3 separate regions of the Mus musculus genome follow, and all the other regions are linked to region 3. A link is a contact called in public Hi-C and HiChIP or PLAC-seq data. All regions are on one chromosome and are shown on one strand. The core of a region is the stretch at or near the end of the contact, and the rest is flanking DNA. Distances in the headings are between cores, read along the strand shown. Region 1 holds the start of Tmem185b (transmembrane protein 185B). Region 2 overlaps Epb41l5 (erythrocyte membrane protein band 4.1 like 5). Region 3 has its middle 7.4 kb from the start of Gm28209.

What was found. A called contact is a pair of places that touch in the nucleus more often than the background predicts. HiChIP or PLAC-seq counts read pairs in DNA pulled down with a chosen protein or histone mark.
Region 1: an H3K4me3 HiChIP or PLAC-seq map of forebrain shows a contact between it and region 3, with 3 times the contacts expected there. The contact joins the promoter of Tmem185b here to the enhancer-like site in region 3. A contact is called at or near these places in 3 of 39 promoter capture datasets (the C10 cell line, embryonic stem cells and stem cell-derived epiblast-like cells), 1 of 15 datasets of contacts at CTCF or cohesin (embryonic stem cells), 3 of 484 Hi-C or Micro-C datasets (the G1E-ER4 cell line, embryonic stem cells and stem cell-derived epiblast-like cells), 4 of 115 datasets of contacts at active chromatin or transcription factors (embryonic basal ganglia, embryonic stem cells, extraembryonic endoderm stem cells and 1 more) and 1 of 9 other capture datasets (embryonic stem cells).
Region 2: a contact with region 3 is called in a Hi-C map of cerebral cortex, with 2.2 times the contacts expected there. The contact joins two enhancer-like sites. A contact is called at or near these places in 2 of 39 promoter capture datasets (HPC-7-derived erythroid cells and hematopoietic stem and progenitor cells), 5 of 15 datasets of contacts at CTCF or cohesin (the G1E-ER4 cell line, the NIH/3T3 cell line, embryonic stem cells and 2 more), 79 of 484 Hi-C or Micro-C datasets (the 63-12 cell line, the AtT-20 cell line, B cells and 47 more), 4 of 115 datasets of contacts at active chromatin or transcription factors (the HPC-7 cell line, Th17 cells, embryonic basal ganglia and 1 more) and 1 of 9 other capture datasets (embryonic stem cells).

Annotation. Positions count from the first base shown.
Region 1 is chr1:119,524,796-119,527,495 of GRCm38.p6, forward strand. It overlaps Tmem185b (transmembrane protein 185B), which reads left to right and starts at 1,359. Exons shown (of 1, transcript NM_146103.2): 1 at 1,359-2,700. The coding sequence starts at 1,716.
Region 2 is chr1:119,556,878-119,559,577 of GRCm38.p6, forward strand. The region is part of intron 20 of Epb41l5 (erythrocyte membrane protein band 4.1 like 5); the gene reads right to left. Among named protein-coding and RNA genes, the nearest start is that of 3830432H09Rik, 22 kb to the left of the region's middle. Within about 2 kb of position 1,279, at least 34 of the 459 cell types and tissues checked have an H3K27ac peak or open chromatin away from gene starts, as enhancers often do. A contact at or near this core is called in cerebral cortex, where this site is marked.
Region 3 is chr1:119,893,828-119,896,527 of GRCm38.p6, forward strand. No RefSeq gene overlaps it. Among named protein-coding and RNA genes, the nearest start is that of Gm28209, 7.4 kb to the right of the region's middle. Within about 2 kb of position 1,379, at least 18 of the 459 cell types and tissues checked have an H3K27ac peak or open chromatin away from gene starts, as enhancers often do. A contact at or near this core is called in cerebral cortex and forebrain, where this site is marked.

The sequences.
Region 1 (2,700 bases), core at 109-2,608, 370 kb before region 3:
ACACCACACACACACAAAGACCCTTTTCTACGGCAGCATTCTTTTTAAACGGTAGGAGCACCAAAAAAGCCAAGAAACTAAACTGATGCCCAGTAGGGGCCATCACTCCAATCGGCTCTGTAGAAACAGAGGGCCTGGACACTGGTTCACCTGTTGCAATTTCTGGGCTTGGGGGGCACTCTGCCGTCTGGCACTAATCTCCAGCAACCCTTATGCAACTCCTTGGTGCCCATCATGAATGAGGAAAGCCTGGGGCTTAGCAGCTGTCCCCACTTTTCTCTGGAAGGGCTGAAAGAAGAGGCAGTAGCGTCCGTGAAGGTTCTCTGCTTCCCCCTGGGAGCCCTATACTCCAACTGCAGAGATTGGCAGCCATCCATTTCCACCCCCTCATTTTCCTCTAATGGCCTAAGACTTTCATGCATTTTTATCCCACTTCAGGGAACCTGAAGGGCGAGGCCCCGGGGCTGAAAAGCAAGGACTAGCAACCAGGGCTCTGCTGAGCAAGGGTCAGAGAAGGGAGGAAAGAACCCTTTAGTTCTGCCCAGCAGGTCAGAAAAAAATAGTATCTAAACCACAAACCCATTGCAGCTTATCAGAGAGGGGGTGGGTTGGGATGGATTTGCTTCCCTTTTCAGCCGGTGGCTGGCAGGGTCTGGGGTACAACCAAAATTTCTTGACCCTTGCACCTTTTCCTAACATAGTTCTAAAAGAATCAGACTCATGCAGTGTCTGATAAATGAAAATGAGACTCAAGGTTGGGAGCCCTAAATCCAAGCCCTAATTCTGCCGCTAACCAGGCCTTCTCTGGGTCCAGTTTCTTCACTTGCTCCCTCAGGGAGCTGTTTCTGGCCTGGTGGGGCACCCTCCCAGGTACCCCTCCACCAGGTGACAAAGGGCAGAAGAGTATTGGTAAGCACCTAGGCGCTCCGCACCACCTTTTAGGGGCAGCCTGAGAATCGCTAGTGGCTCTGTGGAGTTTTGCCCTGGGCAGAGCCCTAACCCGTTGACTGCCTGCACCCCCCCCCCCCCCCGGCCTTCGCGCCGAACCCAGGGTCAAAGCCACTGCTCCTCGCGCGTCCTTCCATCCGTGCTGGGCAGTCACAGTTACCGGCGCGCTCTCAGACTCCCTTCGCTCGCCCGCCACCCGCCTTTGCCCGTGCACCCCCAGGCTCCGGGGCCAGACAACGCGCTGCTCTTGCCCTCCCCACTCGGAAAGACCCCAAACCCCTGCGGGGACCGGCTCGCCCTGCCCTCCGCCCAGCTCTGCTCCCACCGCTCTCCGACCCCGCCCCGTCCCGGGCCCCGCCCCCGAGCCTGCCGGGAGGATGTGAGCTCACTCCCTCCTCCATGTTCCGGCCTCCTCCAGGAAGCGTCCTCCGAAGGTCTCGGCCAGCTCACAGGCAGCGGGTCTGCGGGTCGCCGAGTCCGCAGCGCGCCAGGTCCCATCCGACTCCGCACGCAACGCGGCGTCGGCCTCGTGGCTGCGAAATGAAGGCAGACGGCGTGAGCATCCACTGAAGCCTGAGCTACGGGGTTGGGGCAGTGTCCCCGGCGTAGGCACCGTACCGTTCGCGGCCAGCGCACGCTGTGCCCTCGGCTCGCTTCCGGCCGGGCCACGTGACTGCTCGCACGTGTTCCGGCCCCTCGGAGCTGCGGTCTGGAGCCTCTAACACGCAGCGGGCGGATGCCCATCTAGAGGCAGTACAGCCTTCGCCATGAACCCCAGGGGCCTGTTCCAGGACTTCAACCCCAGTAAGTTCCTCATTTATGCCTGCTTGCTACTCTTCTCCGTGCTGCTGCCCCTGCGCCTGGACGGCATCATCCAGTGGAGCTACTGGGCAGTCTTCGCCCCCATCTGGCTGTGGAAGCTCCTGGTCATCGTGGGCGCCTCGGTGGGTGCGGGCGTGTGGGCCCGCAACCCACGCTACCGTACAGAGGGGGAAGCCTGCGTGGAATTCAAAGCCATGCTTATCGCCGTGGGCATCCACCTGCTACTACTCATGTTTGAGATACTAGTCTGCGACAGGGTGGAGAGGGGCACCCACTTTTGGCTGCTGGTCTTCATGCCACTCTTCTTCGTTTCCCCTGTGTCCGTGGCCGCCTGTGTCTGGGGCTTCCGACACGACAGGTCTTTGGAACTGGAGATCCTGTGCTCTGTCAACATCCTGCAGTTCATCTTCATCGCCCTGAGGCTGGACAGGATTATCCACTGGCCGTGGCTAGTGGTGTTCGTGCCCCTGTGGATCCTCATGTCATTCCTCTGCCTGGTAGTTCTCTATTACATCGTGTGGTCCCTCCTATTCCTGCGGTCCCTGGATGTGGTTGCAGAGCAGCGAAGAACACATGTGACCATGGCCATCAGCTGGATCACCATTGTCGTGCCCCTGCTCATTTTTGAGGTCCTGCTAGTTCACAGACTGGATGACCACAATACGTTCTCTTACATTTCCATTTTCATCCCGCTTTGGCTCTCATTACTGACTTTGATGGCTACAACGTTCAGGCGGAAAGGGGGCAATCATTGGTGGTTTGGGATTCGCAGGGATTTCTGTCAGTTTCTACTAGAAGTTTTTCCGTTTTTAAGAGAATATGGAAATATCTCTTACGATCTCCATCACGAAGACAGTGAAGATGCTGAAGACGCATCGGTGTCAGAAGCTCCGAAAATTGCTCCAATGTTTGGAAAGAAGGCGCGGGTAG
Region 2 (2,700 bases), core at 29-2,528, 340 kb before region 3:
CGACAGACCCTGTCTCAAGGGAGGCAGTGATAGCATAGGATACTGAGGCTTCTCTTAGGCTTCTGCTGAGAGGCAAAGAAAGCCACAGAGGAAGAAATTTGGGGGGAAAACCCTGAAGTCGCCACAAAATGGAGCAATTTGGAAAATGCTGAATGTGCCAAGGTAGGACTCTGGGTCCCCTGCTGAAAGCAGACTGGAGCTCAGGGTACAGGGGAGACAGCACCCCTACAGCCCCAGCCCTGGAAGCCTTCTAAATGCTGCACAATGTCTCAACACAGACAACTGTAAAGACCATGAGAACATTTTATTACATTAGTGTGTGTGTGTGTGTGTGTGTGTGCACACGCGTGCTTGCACACATGTGTGGAGGCTAGGAGGACAAACTGTGGGAGTCTGCTCTCTCTTCCTACCAAGTGCGTCCAGGGATTAGGCTCAGGGTGCCATGCTTGGCAGCCAGTGCCTCTACTCACTGAGTCACTTCCCAGGACCCTAAAGAATTCATTATTTTTACTTTTACGTGTATTAGTATTATGCCTGCATATATGTTCACACATCATATGCATCCATGGTGCCACACAGGTCAGAAGAGAGTACAGTTATAGACGGTTATGAGCTGCCTTGTGGGTGCTGGGAATGAACCCAGGTCCTCTGTAAAGAATACATTGTTCTTAGGAAGCTAAGAACCCTACTTAGCCCTACTTTCCTCTGGTTTTTTTCATTTTCTTTTATGTCTTGGCTCTAGTCACATGAACTCTGTCAAATCACTAGCTGAATTCTAAACTAGGGCAGCAGGCATCAGAGACCACAGATAACAAAGACATCTCAAAGTGTTACTTTGAACAGTTACCAACTATTATATAACCACACAGCAGGCAGAACCAAGAAAGCCTAAGACTCAGCTTTGAGAATTACATCATCAAGTCCAAAATGTCCACTTTTCAAATTAAATGTGACAAACTGTGACTCACTCACAAGAAGAAAGACTGTAGCAGAAGCTCCGAAAGCACAGAGAACTTCAGTGGCCGAAGGGCTCAACTGGGTCAAATTCTCTCAGAAAACAAGAACTGCATGAGACCAGAACAGTGTGACAACAGACAAAAATGAACCAAATGGAAACTTAGAGCCAGAAAAAAAGTATGGCTTTTTAGTTAAAAATTTTCTACATCTTTTCAACAGCAGATTTACAAGGCAGAAAAATCAATGTGCTTACACAGAGCAACAGAGTTTATGCAACATCGAATGCAGAAGCCAAACAAGGAAAGCAGAGTGAGTTGAGTCTCGGAGAAGGGCCAGAAGGCCTGCCTGAATAAACACCAGCTGAAAATGGCTAGGAAAGAGACACACATGAGCTCAAGAACTCTGTGAGGTAACCTCAAGAGAGATCTATGCCATCTGTGTTAACTATTCAGTACTGAAAGCCAGGCCACACAGAGACTCTTGAGAAATGATCCCTCCCACCCAATGGATCCTCATAAGGACAGGTCAGTTTTTTCATCAGAAAACCTCTACCTGTAACCCCAGCAACTGACAGATAGGAGCAGGTCACGGGAGCCTGGGTTACAGGGCAGTGACAAAACATTCCTGGGTATCTATCTGCCTCTTGATGCAGACCCAGCTCAACTCCTTCCCAATCCTCTCGCAGCCTTCCCTGCTAGTCATCTCCACTCCTTTGTGTTAGCCACCAGTATCTAGAAAGACTTTCTACCAAGGACCCACAGTGGCCATACAAGGCTGGGGCTCAGGTAGGTGATTTTCATTATCCATCCTTCCTTCCTCCATGATCTTGCTACTCTTACCTCAGCTCTGAGGCAGCCGGCTTACAGGTGCCTCCTTTCTCATTCCAACTCCATCTACTGAACACTCGGACTCTTGAAGCAGCCCCAAGGTCTTCCTAGCCCTTCCACCTGTCTCTCCAGAGATTCTTTGTCTTCCTGCGGCCAACTTTAGGGAGCCCTTCCTCCCCTCACACTTCTACTCCCTGGGTAACCTGCCTTTTGGTGAGGACCGGATCACCCTATCTCTTCCCACAGCTCCTCTCAGCTATTTCTCCAAGCTCATCTCTATTCCTCTTTGCCAACCACTGACTGGCAGAACTCTCTACCTAGGATCGTGAGAGGTTATACCTCCTAAAACAGCAATCAAAGAATGGATCCCCATCCAAAGACAACCAGAGGCCAATGCTTAGAAGCACTTCAATCATAATTACAGATGTCTAGACCTCACTGCAGAACAAACACGCACAGCCAGGACAACATTCCTCTACCAAGACCTACTGTAGCCCTGAGACATGCAACACAGCTGAGACACAAGACAAGAACGTCAAAGCAGCCAGGTGACTATGCTCAAGGACCTTAAAGAGGATACTAATAAATCCACTAATGAAAACAAGAGGAAACAGAGGAATGAAATAAAGAAAACAGTTTAAAACATGAAAATAGAAGTAGAATCACTAAAGAAACCCACGCTGAAAAAAAAACACCTGGAAATAAAAAATGTACGCTGTCAAACAAAGTTAGAGTTAAGCCTCACTAGCAGAGTAAAGATATGGAAAGAGACAGCAACACCTTGATAGCAAGATAGAGGAAATGGCTAACTCTGTCACAGAAGAGGTTCAAAACAAAGACCAGGCACAAAACAATCCAGAAATCTGGGATTCTATGAAAAAACCAAATCTACAAATAGGGAATGTGGAAGGAAGAG
Region 3 (2,700 bases), core at 129-2,628:
TAGCTGCCTTCCTCTTCTGTATATCCCTCCCCTCCTGCCCTCCTCCTCTCCTCTTCTTATAAGATGCACCATCTCATAGATTTATGATATTATGAATCTTAAGACTACAGTTCTATGGGTATACGCACTGATGTCTAAATGGAGCAAGGGTCCAGTATGTCTCGTTTTTGCTTTTTGTCAGAGCATTTTTCCCCTTCCAGGCAAGCATTTTTAGACTGTTCCTTCCAAACACTTTCTAAATTTGAATGTGATGTCGACACTCTCCTCTCCCTCAGCCGCGTCCCTCTTCATGGAGCATCAGGCCATTCTAGACACCAGGCATGGGGCGGTACAGATGCAGAACCTAAGAGGCAAAGTCAAGGAGAGTCACATCATCCAGGGACCCACAACAGCAGACGCTGGTACCGACCCCAGCACTGAGACAGCTTTTCCTTGAGACAGGGTTTCACATATCCCAGGGGCTGCTTCCTTAAGAAGCCAAGTATGGGGCTGGAGAGATGGCTCAGCGGTTAAGAGCACTGACTGTTCTTCCACAGGTCCTGAGTTCAAATCCCAGCAACCACATGGTGGCTCACAACCATCTTTAACAGAATCTGAAGCCCTCTTCTGGTGTGTCTGAAGACAGCTACAGTGTACTCAAATACATAGAGTAAATAAATAAATCTTTAAAAAATTAAGAAACTAATATTAAATTAGCAAAAAGGAAGCCATGTGTGACCTTGGACACCTGATCCTCTCATCCCATCCCCCCACCCTCAGCCCCGTCCCCTCCAGTTCTATGACCACTGCCATGCTGGTTATGTGTCCTGGAGATGGAACCCAGGACTTTGTCATGTTGTACAAGCACTCTACCAACTGAGCCACACCCCCAGCCCCAAGACAGAGTTCTTACCAGTTAAAGAACATCACGCAACACGATGAGTCTACGATTTGTTTATTTCCATTAGTAATGGAGGACATTTGGATTGATTTCTCGGATCATGATTCTTCTTCAACATCTGTCATTTCCTGTGCCCTAACTGATGGGGTTCTCTCTATAGCTTACAGGCTTGGAGAACCTGAGAAACACCAGAGGCCAAGCCTCCCTCAGGCCAAGAGGCCTTGGAAAACCATAATGGCCGTGAAATCCTGCCGGCCTTTGCTAGATTACAGATGAGGAAGAGGCTTGGGGAGAGCAGGGGAAGACTCTGGAGGACATCGCAGGGCTGGGGCTAGGGCTGACCCTGGTGGGGGGTGGTTACACTTGCACTCCCCCTTGAGGGTTATTAATAAATGCTAGAATCTCAGCCTTCAGGCCTTCTTGCTGTCTTTCTCCACCCAGAGACTCCTGGGAGCCTGCCTGGCCCGGGGCCACGGGGAACTTGCGCCCCCTGCTGGCCAGAGGGACACCTGCATTAACCTGTGCCAGCTGGCATTCACAGATTGTCTGGATTCTGGGCACTCAGACTCTGAGAAGTCCCTCCCTGCCACAAAATCCCCATAAACCTCTGAGGTCCATTGGGTTCAGCTCGCTACAATACAGAACAGGAGTGCAACAGCGTCTGTAGCTGTTTTAAATGGACATACATAGCACAGACTTTAAAATTACATGTTGCTTGCATGTGTACACATTCATGTATGTGTATGTGTGTATGGATGCATGTTCCTGGGGTCCATCTGCTCCCACCCACAATGTTGGGGTTACAGGCACCCACAGTCATGCCTTGCTTTTTACACTGGTGCTGGGGAGGCAAACCCAGGTCCTCATGTTTGTACAAGTGTCCTTACCCACCAAACCATCTCCCCAGTTCTTCTGTGTTTTTGTTTGCATGTTTTTGTTATCTCTTTTTGTTTTTTAGAGCTCTGAACCCAGAGATTACTGACTCAGCTGGACTGGCTGGCCAGCCAGGATCAGAGATCCTTCTGTCTCACCTCCTCAGAGCTATGAATACTAGTGTCACCACAGCTGGCATTTTAAGTGGGTGCTGGGTATCCAAACTAGGTTCTTTATGCTTGTGTGGCAAACACATCACTGGTTGAGACATCTTCTGTTCCCTGGCTCAAGAACAATCTGACTCAGACTCAAGTCTTCCACCACTGCAGTGCCCAGGCCCCTGCCCTTCCCCCAGACCCATGCTACTCTCAATTTGTCTCTTGACTCTGGTGAAAAGAAAAGTTGTTCTGTTTTTTAAAAGATAAGGAGAGGGGGGATGTGTTTTGGTGGATGTGTGGTGAGGTATAGGGGAAGGGGGTGCCTCTGCGGGCCCATGCTGAGGCATCCCTTCCCCCTGAGGAACCAGCCACACGACTAGAATAGTATAGAATAGAGTTTATTCAGGGCATGGGGAGGGGAGTTGAGAGGGTAGTAGAGGCAGAGAAAGAGAGAGAGAGAGAGAGAGAGAGAGAGAGAGAGAGAGAGAGGAGAGAGAGAGGAGAGAAGAGAGAAGAGAAGCTGACTATGAGCATGTGGGGATGGGGAATGGGAAGAGGGGTAAGAGGACAGAGTCAGAGCAGGAAGGCAAGAGCAAGAGGCGAGGAGGGGACCAAGCAGCCCCTTTTATAGTAAGCCAGGCAACCTAGCTGTTGCCAGGTAACTGTGGGGCGGAGCTTAGGCAAAGTGCTAACAAAAGTAATTTTATTTTGCTCTGAATTTTACATTTCTATTTGGAGCTCCAACTTCACCAAGAAGTTGTGGCAACTTGCGTACAATTACTTCAAGTT